2 separate regions of the Pan troglodytes genome follow, and region 1 is linked to region 2. Evidence: chromatin contacts called from public HiChIP or PLAC-seq data. All regions are on one chromosome and are shown on one strand. Each heading gives the region's core, a stretch centred on a gene start, on an enhancer-like site or on the middle of the called end of the contact. The rest is flanking DNA. Distances are from core to core; before and after follow the strand shown.

Evidence for each region. HiChIP or PLAC-seq counts read pairs in DNA pulled down with a chosen protein or histone mark.
Region 1: an H3K4me3 HiChIP or PLAC-seq map of stem cell-derived excitatory neurons shows a contact between it and region 2, with 3 times the contacts expected there. The contact joins the promoter of H4C4 here to the promoter of H2BC12 in region 2. A contact is called at or near these places in 1 of 7 Hi-C or Micro-C datasets (induced pluripotent stem cells) and 1 of 1 datasets of contacts at active chromatin or transcription factors (stem cell-derived excitatory neurons).

The regions. Positions count from the first base shown.
Region 1 is chr5:32,156,381-32,159,148 of NHGRI_mPanTro3-v2.0_pri, forward strand. H4C4 (H4 clustered histone 4) reads right to left here and starts at 1,438. Exons shown (of 1, transcript XM_009450636.5): 1 at 822-1,438. The coding sequence starts at 1,339. The coding sequence ends at 1,028. H3C4 (H3 clustered histone 4) reads right to left here. Exons shown (of 3, transcript XR_010157591.1): 3 at 1,744-2,768.
Region 2 is chr5:33,112,627-33,115,326 of NHGRI_mPanTro3-v2.0_pri, forward strand. It overlaps H2BC12 (H2B clustered histone 12), which reads right to left and starts at 1,373. Exons shown (of 2, transcript XM_518295.8): 1 at 873-1,373. The coding sequence starts at 1,262. The coding sequence ends at 882. It overlaps H2AC12 (H2A clustered histone 12), which reads left to right and starts at 1,523. Exons shown (of 1, transcript XM_063812257.1): 1 at 1,523-2,100. The coding sequence starts at 1,593. The coding sequence ends at 1,979.

The DNA.
Region 1 (2,768 bases), core at 188-2,687, 960 kb before region 2:
GTCTAAGACTATTTAAGATAAAAGGACAACAAAAAAAGAACTCGTTCAACATACCTTTAAATTGGCCACGGGTACATAAATAAAAAGTCCTTTTAAATTCAACAATAGAAAATCAGTAGATCTGGATGGAAGGCAGCTCAGAGGAACAGAACCAAACAAGTTGGCCTCTCACCATTCCACTAAAAAATGTTGAATCTTGTGTACTTTCATGGTTGTTTCTCCCACGGTAATTACTACTCTCTTCTTTAAAGAATGTATTTGCCAGTCAAGTGCCTCCAACACACCTCCCATCCCCCCACACCAATAACCATCTGAATGCCATTTTGTCTTCCTTTCATATAACAATGCCTTGGTAGGAACTAGTAACTACCTCCATTTTTTTCACTATTCTTCACGGCAGCATCAGCCTTTACCACTTGCCTTCTGAGATACAGGTTTTGCTACCTTGTTTCTCCAGCAGCTACAATCTTTGCTACCTTGTTTCTCTGATAGCCATGAAGAATGTTAGCGGCAGTTTGCCATGTTTCTTTACAGAAATACAGAAAACACAGGCCAAGCGTGGTGGCTCACGCCTGTAATCCCAGCACTTTCGGAGGCGGAGGAGGGAAATCTCTTTTGAGCTTGAGTTCAAGACCAGCCTGGGAAACATGGCGAAAACCCATCGCTGCAAAAAATACAAAGATTAGCCGGGTGTTGGTGGCGCAAGCCGGTTGCCCCAGCTACGCAAGAGGCTGAGGCACAAGAATCGTTTGAACCCGGGAGGCGGAGACTGCAGATTGCCGAGATCGCGCCATTGATTACTCCAGCATGGGCGACACAGCAAGAGTGAAAATAAACTTTAATACACTATCCTCACTGGCCAGTAAGATATGAAGCCAAGGCGAAATAAGACCATTTAACTTGAAAACCGAAGCTACTAAACACGTGAAACTACATTTTTAGCAGTGACTACTACTCTTTCTGCTGAGTGGATAGGTGGCCCTGAAAAGGGCCGTTGGTTTTGCGGTAGTGTACTGTAGAGGTAAGTTCAGCCGCCGAAGCCATAAAGAGTGCGTCCCTGGCGCTTGAGCGCGTACACCACGTCCATGGCTGTGACTGTCTTGCGTTTGGCGTGTTCCGTGTAGGTGACAGCATCGCGGATTACATTTTCCAGGAAAACTTTCAGCACTCCGCGAGTTTCCTCATAAATGAGGCCAGAAATACGCTTGACGCCGCCGCGGCGAGCCAGGCGGCGGATAGCGGGTTTGGTGATTCCTTGAATATTGTCACGCAATACCTTACGGTGACGCTTGGCGCCACCCTTACCTAGACCCTTTCCGCCCTTCCCGCGGCCAGACATCTTGAAAGTACAGCTGTTAAATCTGTAACGCAATACGTCTGGCACAGCCACGCAGCACTTTTATAATAACATGACGGACCTGTTTGAAAACCTCATGAGAAGGGGCGGGAACCACAGTCAGTTCCCGCCCTTCTGTGCAATTCTCCCTTGCTCAGACTGGAGGAGACCAGGAGGGGCCTGAGGCAACAAAAGAGCCTCAGCTGGGATTTAATAAATACTCCTAGGTATACACGTGTATATATATACATATATATATATATATACACTATACTTGCAGCCATTAACTGAGCCATCAGTTCATAAACTTTCGACAAAGAAGCCTGACAGTTGTCCCCCACTTTTCCCAGAATATCAAATAATTAGTACTGTTTCCCTCACAGGGTGCTTTTTTTTTTTTTTTTTTTGAGACGGGTTCTTGCTCTGTTGCCCAGGCTGGAATGCAGTGGCACAATCTAGGCTCACTGCATCCTCTGCCTCCCGGATTCAAGCAATTCTCCTGCCTCAGCCTCCCAAGTAGCTGGGGTTACAGGCGCCCGCCACCATGCCCAGCTAATTTTGGTATTTTTTTAGTAGAGACGGGGTTTCACCATAGGCCAGGATGGTCTCGAACTCCTGACATTGTGATCCACCTGCCTCGGCCTCCCAAAGTGCTAGGATTACAGGCGTGAGCCACCGCGCCGGGCCATAAGGTGCTTTCAAAGTATTTTAAGTAACTCATATCTTTATTGTCTCTGAGATTATTTTTATTGATTTACGCATTCCTAGTTAACCAAGCAGGGCTCTTTGGCATGCAGGCTAGATAGTGCTACTGAGGGAACTAAAAGTATATGAAAGTTACACATTTAGAGGTCAAATTAGGATAAGATCACTGAGGGCCGATTGAAAACATGACTATGTACATCTGTAAAAGAAAACCTTGTTGGGCTGAAATTTATGAAAATTTATGCTTTGATTGTGCCTTTAATCATGGACAGATTGTAGCTAGCACTGCATCATTCACCATATTCTATTACTCTAGCAAATTGGCATCATAGTATCCCTCCAAACTATCATAGAGACAGCCTGCTCGACATACATGCTGTGGGGGTGACCCTGGGCAAGCTACACTAAGTTTCCTTGTTGTAAATGTATTTTTAAAAATCTAACTTGTAAGTATTTGTTAAGTTGAAACAGATAATCCTATCAAAATGCTTAGAATAGTGTCTAGATTCCAAATAAGCAATGACTAAACATTAATTATGGTATAGTACAATATTGTGGGTGTTTTCAATTCCTATCCTTAAGGTTCACCCTTCTAAAGGGATGAGAGAGAGTATTCTAATTTGCTAAAATCTGATTTCGAGAACTCCTCAAAATAATAAATAATTAAAAACTTAACTCATCATTAATCCCCATAAAAAGTTCCAGGTCGTTTGGGTGGAATATTTGG
Region 2 (2,700 bases), core at 123-2,622:
TAGCTCAAACCCTGTGCTGCTGGGGAAGTTCCCTTCTCCTCTACTCCAACTTCTTGCTTCGGGGCGGACTGTCTCTAGTCTCAGTCTGTTGTCTCCCCTCTGAATCTACTTGCTTTTCATTTTCCTTTTCTATAAGCTTTCTTGTCAGGAAAAATTACTGATTGGATCAATTGACGCTGAACATGCCTTAAAAACTAGTAAACTATTCCAAAAATCTCCGTGATGATCTCATGTTCCGTTTCTTCACTCATGAGAAAAGCTGTGCTCCTCCCCTTACCCTTTCAGACTATCCTGCCTGGTGGTCTGGCATCTTCCCGATGTCCCGTGGGCTGCAGAGATGGAATCGGGGGGTGAGGGGGAAGCAAAGCAAGGCAGAGCTGGGTACAGCCTAGAAGGGGTTAAATAAGGTAACTGCTCGAGCGAAAGCCATACGTACTGGAACGCCATCAGGAACCAAATTTACTAATATATAAACTCACGTTAGAACGTCTTTACATGGTGGAAAGTACACGTGACACAATAGGCTTTCAACAAGTTCTAACAGGAAGTCACAGCACTCGATACAACGGAAGTATCCATTTTCGCGCCAAGAGCCAGGAAGCACTTTCTGTTAACACAAGTTTCCTGCACATCCCTAATTTTTTAGGCGCCATATTTCTCACTCAGTACTAACAAAGTGTATGTGGCTTCTCCTTAGCCAGACTCGATTACAAGCACTGCACGCATTACTCAGTGTGATAAGATCATAATAATCCCTTTAAAAAGATCGCCCGAATTTAAGCCTGGATTAGGAACACGTGTTTACAGCTCTAATATCGACAATTTAAGTGGCTCTTAAAAGAGCCTTTGGGGTTGGGCTTTAAGACGCTTACTTGGCAAGTTTACTTAGCGCTGGTGTACTTGGTGACGGCCTTGGTGCCCTCGGACACGGCGTGCTTGGCCAACTCCCCGGGCAGCAGCAGGCGCACGGCCGTCTGGATCTCCCTGGAGGTGATGGTCGAGCGCTTGTTGTAATGCGCCAGGCGGGAAGCCTCACCCGCGATGCGTTCGAAGATGTCGTTGACGAAGGAGTTCATGATTCCCATGGCCTTAGAGGAGATGCCGGTGTCGGGGTGGACCTGCTTCAGCACCTTGTACACGTATACGGAGTAGCTCTCCTTGCGGCTGCGCTTGCGCTTCTTGCCGTCCTTCTTCTGCGCCTTAGTCACGGCTTTCTTCGAGCCCTTCTTGGGCGCGGGAGCGGACTTCGCTGGCTCCGGCATGTTGAAGGCGAACTACGAGCCTGAGACGAGCAGCAGATCGAGAAAAAGGGAAGTAATGGGAGCAAGGTGCCAGGAGTCGTTTTTATATAGGACCTCTCATGCAAATAAGGTGAAGAGTTAAAGTCCTGTATCTGATTGGTGGTTATTAGGGTGACGTCAGAGGTTAGTTATACCCAATCAACCCAATCTGCAAATCCAAAAGACGTACTTCCATTGGTTAAAACTAAGCTGCAACCCTAACCAATGACATATCTTCTTTTTCGCGCCCAATAGTGTTTATAAAAGGCGCTGCCTTTTCTCGTTGGCTACTTTCAGTAAGTTGTGACCAGTATGTCTGGACGTGGCAAACAAGGCGGTAAAGCTCGCGCCAAGGCCAAGACCCGCTCTTCTCGGGCGGGGCTTCAGTTCCCGGTGGGCCGAGTGCACCGCCTGCTCCGCAAGGGTAATTATGCCGAGCGGGTTGGAGCCGGCGCGCCAGTGTACCTGGCTGCGGTGCTGGAGTACCTGACCGCTGAGATCCTGGAGCTGGCTGGCAATGCGGCCCGCGACAACAAGAAGACCCGTATCATCCCGCGTCACCTCCAACTGGCCATCCGCAACGACGAGGAGCTCAACAAGCTGCTGGGCAAAGTCACCATCGCGCAGGGTGGTGTCTTGCCCAATATCCAGGCCGTGCTGCTGCCTAAGAAGACTGAGAGCCACCATAAGGCCAAATAAGGAGCGAGGTTGTGAGGACTGGAAAACAAAGGCTCTTTTCAGAGCCATTCTACACTCTTAGAGAAAGCTGGACACAGTCATGTTTGTTTCACTTCATGTTTGCTTCGCTAGATAACATTGTAAAGCGCTTCTTTGGCGGTTGGGCTGGAGCAACTCTTTACAATGTTTCTAAATTAACCCACTGGAAGGCAATGAAGACCCACAAGTTGTTGTAGGATACTCCGGAGAAGCTTATTCAGCAGGGGTAATAAGTGAAATCAAACGTACAAATCCCTGAAATCTATTTACTAATTCCAGTGGGTTTTTTTTTTTTTTTTTTGAGATGGAGTCTCCAACAGGCTGGAGTGCAGTGGCGCGGCGCGATCTCGGCTCACTGCAACCTCCACCTCCCAGGTTCAAGCGATTCTCCTGTCTCGGCCTCCCGAATAGCTGGGATTACAGGCACACACCACCACGACCGGCTAGTTTTTTGTATTTTTAGTAGAGACGGGGGTTCCACCATGGTGGCCAGGCTGGTCTCGAACTCCTGACCTCAGGTGATCCGCCCGCCTCGGCCTCCCAAAGTGCTGGGATTACAGGCGTGAGCCACAGCGCCCGGCCTCCAGTGTAATAATTCTATTACATTAATAGTGTTGTCAAACAGCCATAAAAATGGGATATACTTGCCATTCTTTAAAGGCAAATTTTGCAATTCTAAGTATTCTTGAAAAGCAAGAAAGGG